Regions from separate parts of the Sus scrofa genome. Here regions 1 and 3 are each linked to region 2. A link is a contact called in public HiChIP or PLAC-seq data. All regions are on one chromosome and are shown on one strand. The core of a region is the stretch at or near the end of the contact, and the rest is flanking DNA. Distances in the headings are between cores, read along the strand shown. Region 1 holds the start of LYRM1 (LYR motif-containing protein 1). Region 2 holds the start of LOC100524613 (cytochrome b-c1 complex subunit 2, mitochondrial). Region 3 holds the start of DNAH3 (dynein heavy chain 3, axonemal).

Region 1 (3,014 bases), core at 297-2,796, 920 kb before region 2:
TAACCTAAGCTCCAGGGCAGCGTGGACCTTACTGCTGTGTTCACCTTCACAGACCCATTGCCTGAAATAATAGCTAGCAATTAGTAGCCAGTCAAGAAAAGTTTGTTGATTGAATGAATTTTGGAGTTTTTAGTCAATGATTCCAATTCAGCTAAAATGAGAAAAGTAGTCATTTTTTTCTTCTGTTACATTTCTGTGAAACATCTAAACATGCCATTACTTGTACAATCAAAGCATTAAATATTCTGTTTTATCAGGCTTGAAAGCCCCGATGAGTAGAATGGAACCCATGTTATGATAATTTGTCTAGCAATAAGCATATAAATTCAGTTGCAGAGGAACAGGATTTATGGACTTTTTCTAATCAAATGATCCCTAAAATTTGGGCACCAACTCTTCAAGTTCTTCAGAAAACACAGCTCCAGATTCAACAAAGAATTTATTTCCAAATTTATAATCCAAAAAAGATTTCCAAAGAAAATATCAACACCAAAATAGGAATCATCACACTTCACTCTGAAATCCCTACAAAAGGCTAAAGTAGCACTACATTTTTTTCCCCCTTAAACCAACAGAATATCAACGGAGATCTTCTTCTTCAATCATTCTTTGCAATTTTCAAATGATTTTTTTACATCCCTTATTGGTTTACCTTCTTCCTTAAAACAAAACTAAACAAGTCACAATGTCTTATTTAACGCCACTTATATACAAACATTCAGCTAAATAAATAAGATGGAAATCAGTACAAGCCAAATGTGTCATCGAAGACTTGTGTGCCAGACACACAAGTGGAGAGAAAGATAAAAGAGCTATTGTCAAATTGTAGAAACAAAAAAGTACATGGGGTTTTCTCTTCTCCAAAGTGCATTATGAAGTGTGGGTGGAGAAAAACACAGAAATCCAGAATTAGCCTAAGATCAAAACATTCTGGAAAGAGTTGACAACATTTAAATTCCTCACATATAAAGTATTCAGAGGAAGAGACCTTGATTCCTGGACTATGATGCCATTCAGGAATCCCTGCAAGGCTTTGGAATTCCAGTATTCTTAGGAGAAAATGCTTATCTTAATCGGGAGCGACCGGGCATTGAGAAGTACTCCCAAAGAGACACAGCTTGTAACTGAAGTATTACAAAGCTTGAAGTTAAGATCTGGGATAGAAGCAGAACACCAAATTCAAAAGAAGGTACCAAGACGAAAGGGAAAAAGAAAAAGAAAAAAACACGATTACTACTTAGCCACGGAGAATTAAAGTGGAAAGGAGGGGTATGCATGGGGGAGGATGGGGGTGGGGGAGAATAGAAAAAAACAATACATTTGTCACCCTGTCCCACTTCCTATACAGGATACAGGCAAAGCTTCCAGCCCCATTACCTCAGGCACAGATGGTTATCGTTTACAGCAAAGGTGCATAGGAAGGCCTCCAGGTCTGAGCCCCTTAATTCCAGGGCTGTTAATGATTAAAGAGAAGGATGGGGGTGGGGAGGGAAATGAGGGCGGAGGAGCTGGAGATTCACCCACCACCTCCTGCTTGGGCTCCTACCTCACTGCACTTACCAGGGGCAGAAGACTAGAGTTTGCACTCCCTCCAGGGCAGCTCCGGCCCCCAGAGCCCCAGGCCTTGGGTGGCGGGTGGGGGGTGCCGGCGGTGGAGGGGCAGAGACAGTAGGTAAGTTTTCTGAGCCTGGGGCTGACACGCCACAGGGCCCCCTCACAGCGTCTTCCTCCAGCGGGACCAGTCCAGACAAGGCGCCGATTTCCACTCCTCCCCTTCTACCCCCCTTTCTCGAAGGTACCCAAACCCCCGCCCCTTCATCTCCCAAAGCCTCCCCTTTTCCTCATACACCCCCCAACCCCCAAACTCACAGCTGCTCCAGAGGTTCCTCCAGTCAAACCCTTTCTGGAAACGACGGCGGCCCGGCAGGTCCAAACCACCTACCATCCCCGCTCGCGTCTTCAAGCACCCTACCCCCACCGCCGCCGCCGCCTCTTCTTCCACCACTGCCGCCGCCTCCTCTTCATCTGCGGCCCACCGGCGGCGGCCGCCCCGAAACCCCGCCCCCTCCATCGCCTCCTGCATCATCACTTCCGGTAACCCCGCGGGCCGCCCGCTCCGGGAGGCGGAATAGGAGAAGGGCGGGGAGGGAACGAGGGGCAGGTTGCGTCACGACGTACGCAAAGACGTACGAAGCCGTCGCCAAGTAAGGGCAAAGACCTAGCGACGCGGAGGGAGGGCTAGGAGGAGATGGACTGGCCCATTTTCGGGGGGGGGGCTGGAATCCGGGGGAGAGGAGAGCGGAAGGGGGAAAGGAAAAATAAGAAAAGGTTGAACTTGGCTATAATTGTTGCGAATACGGTGGAGGGTGGTCTAGAGTGTGACGTTTAAGGAAGGCTCTAGCCTACCCCCGACCTGGTACGAATGCTCCCACGGAGGTTCGTCTGGTGGTTTGGTCTGGCCTGGCCTACCGGACCTGCTTAAGCTCTGTCGACCACGGCTCAGCTGGGCTCCCGGCGCCGCCTCCTCCCAGTCTGCCGTAGGCTGCGGCGCTTCTGTGGGTGGGGGAAGGCTGGACTGACGCAGAGTGAGTGTAGAGAATGGAGACGCTGACTCCTGGCGCGGGAGACTGGGGGAAGGGGTTGGCTCCCAAGGGGCAGGGATGGGTGAGGGTGGGGGGTGCGACGTTGCTAGGAGACGAGCCTGTGTGACCCCAGCCTCGCGAGGGCGGCTCGGTGTCCCCGCTGCTGGCGTGGGGAACCTGCCAAGGGAAGTGGCTCCAGGGCCAGGAAGGGGAAGCCTGGTTTGGGAATGCTGAAAATGCTGGTTTGGGGACCATCTGGGATGTCTGAAACCTTTGGATTCCCGAATGTCAATGGGAGATTAGTAGGGGCAAATTAGTAGGGCGAGGGAGGAAGGTTGACAGGACACCGATACTTTCTAAGATAATGAGAACTAGCTTCTTAGTGCAAAAGGCGTTGGTCTGTGATTCGAGTCTGGGAGAAAGTTAAAAAGT
Region 2 (3,459 bases), core at 790-3,289:
TTCTGTAAGTATTTTCTTGTTACAAAAGGATTACATATAACATACTAACATTATAATAACCTGTTTTGAAACCAGCATAATTTCCATAGCATACAAAAGCTCCACTCGTACAGCTCTCTGTATCTCTATCTTATGTTTTTGATGGAACAGATTACATCTTTATATATTACTGTAATTCTTTTTAAAACTTTTTTCATATTACTTTTAGAGTTCAGGTTTGATTAGTTTGCATCAAATCTGTGTATCAAATTGGGGATAACTGACGTATTTACTATGTTGAGTCTTCTAATCCTTGTACATGATATGTCTCTATTAATTTAGGTCATCTGTGATTTTTTTTTTTTTTTTTTTTTTTTTGTCTTTTTGCTATTTCTTGGGCCTCTCCCGCGGCATATGGAGGTTCCCAGGCTAGAGGTCGATTCGGAGCTGTAGCCACCGGCCTACGCCAGAGCCACAGCAACATGGGATCGGAGCCGCATCTGCAACCTACACCGCAGCTCCCGGCAACGCCGGATCGTTAACCCACTGAGCAAGGGCAGGGATCGAACCCGCAACGTCATGGTTCCTAGTTGGATTCGTTAACCACTGCACCACAACGGGAACTCCTATGTTTTTTTTTTTTAATTGTTTTAGTTTTCAGCATTTTCAGAACAAACAGTTCGTGTTTTGTTACCCAGTTATTTTTCAACTAATCATTAAGATTTTTTTCCTTTTTCTGGTTTTATTTCATTTACATGTTCACCTACTGTACTGGTTAGTTTTTGTTGTTTGTGAACTCTAGAAAATAGGCATCACACTGAATATAGTTACTTAATGCTTTTACATTTAGCATTGTTTCTAAGACTCACTGATGTCATAAAAGAAGAAACTCATTACCAGCACTACTTGCCATAATATTCAAAATAAATATACAACTATTAAAATAGAACAATGTTCATTTATGTACCAACTTAAAATCATCACATGCATCACTGTGTAAGTGTATCACATTTTCACCACCGGGTATTAGAAGTCGCCTGGTATCTCCTGTTAGATAAGGCGGAGCAATTCACCCACAAGCCAAAGAAGACCTAAGTTTGTGTATGCTTTGTAACATCTACAGTACCAGCCCTTATGAAATTTTAATGCACATATGAATCAACTTGGGATCTTGCAAAGGTGCAGATTTTGATTCTATATGGAACCTAGATTCTGCATTTCAAACAAACTCCTAAATGATATTGATGTTGGTTTCCCAACCACGCAAAGTGGCAGGGTACCAGACTGTTAAGTCCCTGAAGGGCAGGGATCATGCCTTATTCTTTAGAATAGTGTCTGGCACAGGCAACGGCTAAGTTACTACTCGTTGAAGAAAGCACTGAATTCGCTTCCCCCCAGTCACACGACTCCCAATAAGCAACCTTCAGTTCCAGTCTCTCGCGCGAGCGCACCACTACTATTCAAAATTTTTAATCTAAGACAAAACTATAGCTCAGTTTTTATTTTCTACGTAATCCCAGTCTAGAATATAAATTCCATGAGAGTAGAGACCTTAGTTGTGAGGATTTCCTAAATTTCAGTCTCCCCGGACCTGATCTGGAAGTAAGAACAGCGAATTCTCTGGGTAAGGCCTCTGCTCTCATGGAGCTAATGATCTAGCGAGGACTTCAAGCGAGAGGCGATCACACCAGGTTTCTACGTCCAAGCCTTTGCTGCAGGGCAGCCACGGAGACCCGCTCCCAAGGCCACGGCCACCAGGCAGTGGGAAGTCCTGGAACTCAGTCGCCGCGGGGGGGAAAGCCCCGGGCAGGGGCTCTTTCATTGGACAGTCCAGATCGGGAGAATCCAAAGTGGCGGGGGTGCTGGATGGGCTGTCCTAGACGTAGAAAAGGACTACAGAGTGGATATCCGCGCCAGGAAGAGAAATCTAAAAGTGGTCATTTAAATTGCCTTCTGAATATTTCCTTACGAAATTATGTGTCTCCCTAGCCTGCGTCTTGGAGGAATTGGACTGGTCCAACCTCCTCCGGGGAGCAGTAGAGCGCAGGCGGGTCGTGTAGAGAGGCCCCTCAGTAGGCGTGGGAAAGAGTGTCGCGGGGAGAGTTGGGCCATTCCCGCCCTCCGCCACCATCTTGCTCTCCTGTAAGGCGGTTGTGACCGCGGGTCCGAGCAATCTTAAGCCATGAAGCTTATAACCAGAGCCGGATCCTTCTCGGTGAGCACAGCCGGCGGGCTTGGGGCAGGGTTGGGAGAGCAGTTTGTTAGCAAGGTCATACGGACAGGAGGTGCCTGGTTTGGGGTCCCGGTGCCTTGGGCTCTGTTCTGCCCTTCAGCTGAACCCTGCCGGCCAAGTGGTCTGCAGGCTGGGTGGGTCGGGCGGCCGAAGGACAGCTCGTGGTCTGAGTACCGGAGACCCAATGCCGGAAAACCGAAAGAGAGGGAGAGGGTTTGAGAGCCGAGGTGCAGCGACTGGGCGTGGGAGACCTTTGAAGGTCATTAGTGCACTTTGCTGGAGAAGGCGACCGCCAGACCTCGGACGCAGGAGGCCGGCGTAGACCTACCTGTCAGCCTCGGCCCCCCGTCCCTACCCGTCAGCCTCGGCGTATGCTTCTTGGCGTATCACGGAGCATCACCTTTTCCAATGGGCTTATGAGTATGATCCTAAGGAAGAAATGAGCTAATGTCTTTGTAGCGTTTTTCGCAGTGCCTGGAAGTTGTTACTGTGGTCTCCTGCTTTTCTTGATCTCTTGTCAGAGTTTATCCAGGAGGGGTTCTTGGCCTGCCCTCAAGAGCTTAAGCTCATTCAAGCCAAGCCGGAGTGAAGCATAGCTGTTGTCTGGGGAAATCTCCTCTAAGTGTCAGTGTTATATGTGTGGAACGGTAGTTATGGGGGGGGGGTCTTGTTCTCAGATTGAAAAATCTCAGCAAAGCCGCCTTTGTTCCTAGGAGACAGTTGGCAATATCTAGAGACATTTTTGGTTGTAACAACTTGTGGGGGAGTTCTGCACCTGAACATCCTACAGTGCCTAAAGCCATCCACGGCAAAGAATTGTCCAGTCCCAAATGCCAAAATTACCTGGGTTTGCAAGGTAACCTAGGAACCTGATAGAAGGAGGTGCAAAAGACCAGGGAATGGAGTTTCTCTGCACTTAATGTTTAAGTAGATAAACTATGAATTGTACAAATAGCCCTAATTTAGTCTACAATTGTCTTACCCTTCCTAACACCCCTAGACAAACCAGTGATTAGAGGAAAACCCAGTTAGACTGGGCAAAGATCTCCAAAGCTCCTCCTCCATTCCATCCATCTCCACTTTCCAGTAGGAAAAAAATACTCAGTTCCCATCGTGGCTCAGTGGAAACGAATCTGACTAGAATCCATGAGGACACAGGTTCAATCCCTGGCCTTGCTCAGTGGCTTAAGGATCTGGCGTTGCTATGAGCTGTGGTGTAGGTAGTAGACACAGCTCAGAACTGAGCT
Region 3 (3,150 bases), core at 471-2,970, 680 kb before region 2:
AACAACCAACCCTTTCCTGGGGGGGCATCCATCATACTGCAGTTGAAAAAAGGCATGAAACCAGACATGACTGCCTGAAACATGAGAATTTAGGAAGACATTTCTGCCTATGTCCTCCTATCGTCACCACTAGCTCCCTCTTTCCTGGATGTGGTGGAGGAAGAGAGGACCCTAAGCTTATTATTATTATGACCCCTAAACTTATTTCTCTATCCACCAGCCTAATTATTTCTGGAAATACTACTTGGTAGAAGTAATACATCATTGATGGATGGGCAAAGTCAGTGAAGGAAATCAAAAGGTACAGACTTCCAGTTATAAAATAAGTAAGTCAGGGGGATTAATAGACAGCATGGCAATTATAGGTAATAATACTGTATGGCATATTTGAGAGTTTTTAAGAGAGTAAATCTTAAAAGTTCTCACCACAAGGAAAAAAAAAACGCTATACATGATGACAGACATTAACTAGGCTTATTGTGATCATTTTGCAATGTACACAAATATCAAATCATTATGTTGCACACCTGATATTTGTTATATGTCAACTATACCACAATAAAAAAATAAAAAATAAAAATAAATAAACTAGGAAAACTTGATATGATGAGGGAGGAAAAACAAATACATTAAATATTTTTAGTCCCTTCTATGTGCCAGATAGGTGCTAAGTTCTTCACAGCCATTATTGTACTCACCAGCCCTAACTACAAACCTGTGATTGCTTTTCTCTTTCCTAAAGAGTTATTTTCCAGGTTGCTATGGACACGAGTCACAGAGGAGAGATGGATGAAAACAGGTCCCTGGATGGAAAGGGCCTGAGTCCTCAAGTCTATCCCCCTCTCCCTTTCACAGACGAAGCTGAGCTCAGAGAGATAATTCCTCTAAGGTTACACAGTAAAAGTCTGACCTGGGACCACAGCCCGGGACTGCTGGACCCCAGTTCATGGTCTTTACCAGTATGTCCTATGGCAGTTGTTCTCAACCTAGACAACTGTGCCCCCCAGGGGACATCTGCTAATGTTTGGGGACATTTTTGGTCATCTGCTAGGAAGGAAAGTACTACTGGCATCTAGTGGGTTGAGGCCGTGGATGCTGCTAAACATCTTACAATACACAGGACAGCCCCCTCAACACAGAATCTTCTTGACCAAAATATCAGCAGTGATGTCCAGCTGAGAAACCCTGCTGTATGGGTTGGATTTCGGGTCAGGGACCATGTGTTCTGGCTCTGATTTGAAACGGAGGATTTGGGATTAGACTTTTTCATGTATAAAATGGAAACACTAATCTAACCCATTTTTAAGGATGTCGCTGGGTCATGACATTTGCATTTGAAAAGTAGCAGTTAAAACCTTCCAGTCAAAGTCGTACTTACGTCACTGTCACTTGTCTGTCTTGAGCTCCAGAGATGCCTCCAAAAGACTTGGTTCATGGTATTTAGGCAGCGGAAGCCCTATGATCCTGAGAAAGCCCATTCTCACGCGCCAGTCCACCTGCCTGAGGTGGAAGGGCAGCTCTTTCAGAGCCTCAGTTTCCTCACGAGCTCCTCACTCAACGCCCGTCCGAGAAGCTCCGAAAGGCTGAGGGACTCCGCGCACTTTGCTGTGGCCACCCGGCGCTATGCTCTGGCCGCCACGCCGCAGCTTGCAGCGCCTCCGCGTGGTCGTTGGGACCTTGGGCCCGGTGAGCCCAGAAGAGCAGAGCAGAGGAGAGGCGCGAGGCGGGGCCGCGGAGCCGAGGGGCGGGGCGAGGAGGCGCGAGGCGGGGCCGCGGAGAGGAGGGGCGGGGCGAGGAGGCGCGAGGCCGGGCCGCGGAGGGGAGGGAGGGGAGGGAGGAGGGAGGGGAGGGAGGGGAGGGGAGGGGAGGGGCGAGGTGGGGCCGCGGAGCGGATGGGAGGGGCGAGGAGGCGCGAGGCCGGGCCGCGGAGAGGAGGGAGGGAGGGGAAGGGAGGCGCGAGGCGGGGCCGCGGAGCGGAGGGGAGGGGCGAGGAGGCGCGAGGCCGGGCCGCGGAGGGGAGGGAGGGGAGGGGAAGGGAGGTGCGAGGCGGGGCCGCGGAGGGGGTGGGAGGGCGCGAGCTCCAGCTCCTCGCCCCGCCTCTCGCTTCCTCTTCCCGCTCCTCTTTCCTGCGTTTTGCTTCCTCTTCCCGCTCCGGGCACACTCTGCTCCGCCTGCAGAGTATAAGAGGTGCGGCTGACAGGAGCAGGTGAGAGCTGGCTGCTGGGGCGCGGGGAAACTGAGGGCCCTGACTGGCTAGACTTCGCGGGGCGGGACGAACGGCAGAGCGCGGGGGCGGTGGGTTGAGAAGGTAGCTGGCGTCCCAGGACTTAAACCCTTCAGTCTGCGGTTTGGTTATTGTCCCATCCCTCCGAGCCCTCGGGGGACAGACACGCACACACACACGCACGCACACACACGCTTTATCCACACCTGCTACGTTTTGTGAAAGGTTTGTCTTCCCTATCCCAGCCCGGAGACCCTGCCCTTTCTTGGGAAACCTGGTTGGGAAGTCTCCAAACCCCCTCTTTAGAATTAATGAACACAGATGCCCTCCTCCTTATCAGGTTCTTCTCTAACGTGGACCCACCTTTCCCGTCAGTGCTGGTAGGAACTCCAAGTTCCAAAGGTGGATTATTCTCCCCAAATTAATGACTAGGTACTCGACTCCCTCCTGAGCTCCCATTTCCCTGCCTCGGTGCCCTTTCGGGTGCAGACCCCCTTCTCTACCTTCATCATCCCCCTTCCCCCCTCCCTTTGGATCCTAAGAAACTGGGCGCCTGCCCCCTTTCGCGTCTTCGAAGGCGGGGAGATTGGAACCACGTGAGGAGCGGGAGGCCTGGATCCCCTCGAGGCTGCCCCCAGGTTTCCTTCCTCCAGCCCTGGATGCGGAGCCCCCCCTCCCCCCAGCCGGAACGTTTAGGTTTTCCGTTTGCCCCGGGAGGGGCAGGGATGGAAGAGTTGGGGGCTTTTGTCGTGGAGGGGCGGCGGGCTGTAGAAGCGAGGGTGGGTTAGCTGGTGTTCTGGCTCAGCCCGGAAGGCGCGGAGAAGGCGGGGAACTTGTGTCCTACGCAGTGTAAGGGGTTAAATCTTCCCTCCGGAGACTTCTCAGTGCCTGCGGAGGCCCATCCGAGGAGTAAGTGACTAGGGGAT

What was found. HiChIP or PLAC-seq counts read pairs in DNA pulled down with a chosen protein or histone mark.
Region 1: a contact with region 2 is called in an H3K27ac HiChIP or PLAC-seq map of alveolar macrophages. The contact joins the promoter of LYRM1 here to the promoter of LOC100524613 in region 2. A contact is called at or near these places in 1 of 5 promoter capture datasets (liver), 1 of 47 Hi-C or Micro-C datasets (heart right ventricle) and 2 of 2 datasets of contacts at active chromatin or transcription factors (alveolar macrophages and skeletal muscle).
Region 3: an H3K27ac HiChIP or PLAC-seq map of alveolar macrophages shows a contact between it and region 2. The contact joins the promoter of DNAH3 here to the promoter of LOC100524613 in region 2. A contact is called at or near these places in 1 of 5 promoter capture datasets (liver), 2 of 47 Hi-C or Micro-C datasets (blood and heart right ventricle) and 2 of 2 datasets of contacts at active chromatin or transcription factors (alveolar macrophages and skeletal muscle).

Annotation. Positions count from the first base shown.
Region 1 is chr3:25,150,544-25,153,557 of Sscrofa11.1, reverse strand. LYRM1 (LYR motif-containing protein 1) reads left to right here and starts at 1,546. Exons shown (of 4, transcript XM_021086518.1): 1 at 1,546-1,672. DCUN1D3 (DCN1-like protein 3) reads right to left here and starts at 2,057. Exons shown (of 4, transcript XM_021086516.1): 1 at 1,870-2,057.
Region 2 is chr3:24,227,411-24,230,869 of Sscrofa11.1, reverse strand. It overlaps LOC100524613 (cytochrome b-c1 complex subunit 2, mitochondrial), which reads left to right and starts at 2,039. Exons shown (of 14, transcript XR_002342381.1): 1 at 2,039-2,194.
Region 3 is chr3:24,909,730-24,912,879 of Sscrofa11.1, reverse strand. DNAH3 (dynein heavy chain 3, axonemal) reads right to left here and starts at 1,720. Exons shown (of 66, transcript XM_021086503.1): 1 at 1,379-1,720. It overlaps TMEM159 (a long non-coding RNA gene), which reads left to right and starts at 2,053. Exons shown (of 8, transcript XR_002342386.1): 1 at 2,053-2,206.